Linked DNA regions of Mus musculus: region 1 is linked to region 2. A link is a contact called in public HiChIP or PLAC-seq data. All regions are on one chromosome and are shown on one strand. The core of a region is the stretch at or near the end of the contact, and the rest is flanking DNA. Distances in the headings are between cores, read along the strand shown.

Region 1 (2,860 bases), core at 210-2,709, 69 kb after region 2:
ATTGACTTGATAATGGCCTTTGATATCACCCATGGTCTGAAGGAAGGGGACTTGGCTAGGTCTCCTTTGGCTAGACCAAAGGACCATGGGGGTAAAGTCACATCTTATAGTTGTGCTCTGGTTCTGAACTTGTAGCCAGAAGGCATAAGTGCCTTTCTTCTTCCACCTATGTTGGATGCCAGGAAGACGCCCACTCTGCCCTTCTTTAGCAGTCATATACAGCTTGGCTTGGTATATAGACCATTGCTGGGATGTCCTTCACTCTGGAATGACAAGGATGGCTGTTCAGGCTACTCTCCAAGACAGCTGCCAATAGCATCCTTGATTTACTTGCAAAGACTTAGAGATTGGCTGCTAACAGCCATCTTGATGAGAAACAGTACCGTAATTGCTTGGGGAGAAAGGCAGGCATTTAGCAGTCGTAAAAGAAAATCTGCCCACTGCCAAGCCAAATGCTGCTGTTCTCTTTCCATGTGGTTGGCTGTCTGTCCCCTATTCCGCCCCCTCTCCTGCAGCCAAGGTGGGTTTGGGGCTCCCCTGCCTTCTTCACCTTTTTCATTTCTAATTGTAGGTTTTGTCTGTTCCCCATCGGAGAGCATGGGCGGGCAAGTGGAGGGGGGGGCTGCAATATTCAGTCCATGTTTTCCAGGGCGTCCAGTGTGACGATCTTAGTGACAGGAGCCTCCTGACGGGTTCTGGGGCTGCCCAGCAGCCTGTGACCACAGTTGATCAGCTGGGGGTTCACAGTGCTATCCACCTTTTCAGAGTGACAACGGAGCAGAGAAAAAAGAATGACAATAAGGCCCAAAGCTTAGCTCGAGGGGACTGCATGAAACCAGCTCAGATCCTTGCTTTGCTCCCTCTCAGGAGCAGCAGGAAGGCAGCCATCCACCATCACTTCATTATCGTTACTCTGTGTCCACAATCTCTTGCCCCTTTTTGTAGCTCTGTATTTAAAAATGCTTCTTTGACACTGTCAGCCAGTAGCATTTGTGCTTCCTGCATTGCAGGTAAGACAGTCGAGTTGGACTCAAAACCTGCCCTGCTCATGCTGGCCGGGGGAGGGACCTACATCTTGTCTTCTCCACAAGGGAAACAAAGGAAAATAATGGCTTGGCCTTCGCCTCCTTTCTGGCGCTTTTCGTCCTTTGAGCTTCTACTTGCAGTGTCTATCAAGGTCCAGATACAGCTCAGGACAGGAGACAGAATGAAAAGAACGCATAGGCTTAGTGAATCACTCACCATTTACCATGAGTGTAGCAAGCACCCTTCTGCATGTGGGGTACCGCACACCTGAATCACAAAATCGCAGGCCCTTGCTTGTGTCCCATTGAGGACTTAGGCTCGGGCAGGCTGTGATGTACTGAGCTCTCCAGAATTGAACAGAGATAGCTTATGTGCAAGTATGTGGTCAGGTCCCTGCCTGCTGGGGGTGGGGGGTATTCGGTGTGGGTTAAACGACACAGCTTAGAACCACTGTCTTATAATCAGTCTGCACCTCCCAGAGTTCCAGGCCAGAGAAGGAGGCCAGGGTCTGGGTTAGAAATGCCTGCTTGTTGCATTCCCTAATCTGATCTCAGTCAGATAACAGCTCAGACCTGGGAACACGAGATTTTAATGTGAAATGAATAACTACCCTGAGACTGAAGCTTGTCACTGCTGCGCATCTGGAATCACTTACAGCTGGGTAAATTCGCTGGGAGCTGCAACGCCAGTGAGCAGGGGTTTGAAGGAGGCGCACAGCGCGTTCCTTTTAATGTCTAAACAATCTGATGTTGACAAGCCTTTCACATTAACCCCCAAATGGCAAAGTTTAAACCCTTTATTATTCGATTCAGTTTGGCAAATCATTTAGAGGCTTAGGAGTTCATATTTACACAGGAAAGGCTGATCTCTTTCTGTCTCTCTGTCTCTCCACCCCCCCCCCCAACCCCAACAACACAAGTGCCACTAATAGATGCATATTCATGTTTACTTAGAAGGTTTAAAAGACCTTGAACACTGAGGGAGATTCAGCCTAGAGAAAGTAAGTTGATTCTCCATTCCCCCCCGCCCCCCCCCCCCAGGAAGCCCCTAATGTCACTAGAATACAAAATATCTGAACCTTCCAAATCCTGGAAACACTATCAGGTTAACAAATAAGTAGAGAAAAGAAAGAACAGGAAATAGTTTCCAAATAGTAGGAGTCTTCATTTGAAATATATTGTCTTTTGGCAGCTAACCCCAGCATGGTATCATTTTTCTAAGGTTTTGTACAGAACATTATGAGGGATTCTGAAGACAGAGAAAGGTAGTTTGAGTTCTATAGGGAACTGCCAAATATTATGGAAGTTAGAAAGCTTAACTATTGAGCTGTGCTTCACAACTGTGTCTTGGACCTGTTGCCAAACAGACAAAACCTAAAGTGTCTCCATTAAATTGCATTTAAGAACACAGAAAAAAAGATTACAAGTGGTTTTTTGAGATTTAGATTCGATAATGATTTATTAATTTTAACCACATCCTTTAAAACTAATGAAGGCGTCTTAATTCTTCTTCATGAAAAGCTATGATGCAAGAGCTGAATTTTTAATTTTCATCAGAGGAAGAGTCTTTATGTGGTTGGATTCATTAATATTTATGTTGAAGGAGACCCCGAAACTGAGACCATGATCATCTCTCCGAATCACACTAAAACAGGGATCCTGTCGGAAGTGTTCGCTGTTCCTCTGGATTCTCTGGGAGACGCTTATAAAGATGGATATGACAGGGTAATTTTGACTGCAGCTGTTCACCCCTTAGATAAAAAAAAATTAACTTTCCTTTGGCAGCTGTACAGAGTCAGAGCTCAAATTATGAGTCTCCAGCTTTGCTTAAGTAG
Region 2 (2,733 bases), core at 211-2,710:
CAGTCACTGCTGTAGAGAGAGACCAAGTCTTCCGGAGCACCATCCCGCCTGCGCAGTCTGTAGTCACAGTTTGCCCCTGAGGTGAAGTGACGTGCTCAGGTCCCCTTCAATGGAGACTCAAGCAGTCTCTGAAAGCGCAAGCTTCCTTTTCGCTCGCCGGGCAAACGTGCACCCCAGGCGCTGTGTCCTCTAGCGGCGAACTCTCGCAGCTCGTCTGTGAGCGCTCACCTACAGCTAGGGGGTCCGGTCAGGAGTCAATTGACACTCAAACCTGAGCCCTGAGCCGGGAGGAAAGACTCCCGACTGTAATGATGCTGAGAGGCTCGGGTGCAGTCGCTCGAACCGCGGCGCAGCTGATTGTCTGCTCCACGGCAGATGGTCTTTGAGCACAGATTTGCATTCATTGTCTTCAAATCTGTTTTCGCGCTGGCGTTCTAGATTTCAACAGCAGATCTACGCGCAGATCAGAATACAAAAAGAGAAGCAAGAAAATAACACCCAGCCAGGAGGATTTTTTTTTAATAGGCACCTCCAGCCGTCTAGGGTTTCAGCTATTTTGTGGAGCCTCGGCTTCCCGACCACCAACCTTCGCGACCACAGCGCTCGGCGGACAAAGTTTCCAGGACTTCTTCACAGACGCCTCGTGTCTCTAACGCAGGGTTCCCCGGCCTTCAGGGATTGGGGAGGGAGATTTTAAAAGGGGGGAGGATTCGAAACTTCATCCCGCAGTTCTCAGCCAGCCAAGCTGTCAGCAACCTCTCCTATCTGCAAAGGTGCGTACTCCCGCCCTCCCGGGGCTGTTTTCCTTAACTCCTTCACCATTTCCCTTCACAGTATATTTATTTAAACTGCACTTGAGCCTCATTCGTCCACACTCCGCTCTCTCCTTCCTTCATCTCGCCTCTCCTTCTAACACTTGTGGCCTTCGCACGAAATGATTGCTTCCCTGGAACTCTCTGAGACTTGGTAGACCGGTTCAGAAAGACGGATGCCCTGAGGGTAGTGTTTGCGAAAAGCATAAATACAGGTGGTCACAGGTCCAAACCCCGGGAATGAATCTGTAGGGTCTCCCGCAGGCGACAAAAAACCTGCATCTAGAGGCAAATCCGCGCTGGCTTCCTGCTCCCGCGATCGGAAAGAACCATCATGATCCTAACTCTCAGAGTCCTGCTACTCTGTTTTGGTGCAGGATTTGGGGACCCCCTTTCCCACTCAGGCCAAACACTCGGGACTCTGGTCGGGACTCGGTGCTTGTGGCTTGCTGTAGCCTTTCACCTCCCGGACTTCGGGCAAAGCAAAGCTTGGCTAACGCCGCGGGAGGACGTCCGCCCAGCTTGCCCAGAGCCGGCCAATCCCGGGCGTCCATGCAAATGAGGCTCCTTATCGGGCCTCGGCTCCGCCTCCCGCGGCCTGGGTTGTAGTAACCATTCATGGGGCCCGCGCGCTGCAGCAGCCCGGCTCTGCGGCGCTCTCAGCCACCGCCTCCTCCCCGCTCCGGGTCTTCCCCTTCCTCTTACAACTGATCCTGTTGGGGATTTTTTTTTTTTTTCCTATATCGGAACGGTGGGGAGGAGCAGGGAGGGGGGAACAAGGAGGAAGGGGAGAGATCAGGCAGCTATCTATCTCCTCCTGTTTTTCCCAGAACAGGTGATGCTTCCAAATTGTGGCCACTTTCTGGAGAACGTTCTGCAGCTGGAAGGATGCGGGCGACCTAGAGTGGAAGCCCCGAGGCGGCAGATCTGAAGCCACCGAGGATAAAAAACGCAAACTTTGCATTGTGCGTGGAGGAACGGGCTGGCTATTTCTTTCCAAGAGGGCCCCCAAACTTCGGCCCTTGCCGCCTTTCTCGGATTGCTTTTGGAGAACACCATTTGCTGGCAGCATTGGAGAGTGAGGACGGTGTTGTTGTAAAGTCACTTTTAAGGCGACAGTAGAGGACCAGACTTTTTAAATGTTTGGGATTCAAGATACGCTAGGAAGAGGACCAGCTCTGAAAGACAAGTCGCTGGGTGCCGAGATGGATTCGGTCAGGTCCTGGGTCCGGAATGTCGGCGTGGTGGACGCCAATGTCGCGGCTCAGAGGTAATGAGACTGGAGCCGTTGTGCTCTGAAAGTCTCTGGTTGTGTCTGTCTCCCCGAATATCTCTTCCCTTTGCTCCCTCTCTTTCTCTCTGTCCTTGTCTCTCCTCCCTGGCTGTGCGCACTGGGGCTCTCCCTGGGCGGGCAGGTCGCTGCGACTAGGGGAACCCTTTTCCCGCAGTCGACACTGTAGTTTCTGAACTACCGAGGTCACGGGTGTTTCTCCCCACAGTCCGTTCTTTGAGGACAAAAAAAATTTATTAAAAGTAGCGTTCAAGCTCACATCGTGGCGTTTACTCTTGGACTCTAGCGGAGTGGCGCGTGAAGATCCGAGCTGGCAGCCGGCGCAGCGGCAGAGCCGGCTTTCCGGTCACTCCTAGGTTCCCCCACGCTTCCTGCGAGCGCCTCTCCTCCAGCATCATTCAGGATGGCTTGGAGACTCGGGGAGCCCAGCGGCCAGATGGTGGCGGCGGCGAGAGGATCCGGAGAGGCCTGAGGGGCTGCAAGGAAAGCAAGGCGGCCGGGAGCTCTAGGAAAGGGGACATGCAAGCGAGTCCTGGGTGAGGGAGAGTGGGACAGACAAACCGAAGAGGCCGAGGATGGACCGAAGCACAGGAGTAGTCGGGGAAGAGGAGAAAATGGAGCCGCAGAGAA

What was found. HiChIP or PLAC-seq counts read pairs in DNA pulled down with a chosen protein or histone mark.
Region 1: a contact with region 2 is called in an H3K4me3 HiChIP or PLAC-seq map of embryonic limb bud, with 3 times the contacts expected there. The contact joins the enhancer-like site here to the promoter of Ebf2 in region 2. A contact is called at or near these places in 5 of 39 promoter capture datasets (the 3T3-L1 cell line, 3T3-L1-derived adipocytes, cranial neural crest and 2 more), 5 of 484 Hi-C or Micro-C datasets (cerebellum, cranial neural crest, differentiating spermatogonia and 2 more), 6 of 115 datasets of contacts at active chromatin or transcription factors (embryonic hindbrain, embryonic limb bud, embryonic midbrain and 3 more) and 2 of 9 other capture datasets (adipose tissue and pancreatic islet).

The regions. Positions count from the first base shown.
Region 1 is chr14:67,302,427-67,305,286 of GRCm38.p6, forward strand. All of the region lies in intron 6 of Ebf2 (early B cell factor 2), which reads left to right. Gm6878 (predicted gene 6878) reads right to left here. Exons shown (of 4, transcript NR_165040.1): 4 at 2,446-2,860. Among named protein-coding and RNA genes, the nearest start is that of Gm6878, 11 kb to the right of the region's middle. Within about 2 kb of position 1,460, at least 13 of the 459 cell types and tissues checked have an H3K27ac peak or open chromatin away from gene starts, as enhancers often do. A contact at or near this core is called in embryonic limb bud, where this site is marked.
Region 2 is chr14:67,233,184-67,235,916 of GRCm38.p6, forward strand. It overlaps Ebf2 (early B cell factor 2), which reads left to right and starts at 1,461. Exons shown (of 16, transcript NM_001360202.1): 1 at 1,461-2,082. The coding sequence starts at 1,952. Gm20675 (a long non-coding RNA gene) reads right to left here and starts at 12. Exons shown (of 2, transcript XR_874748.1): 1 at 1-12.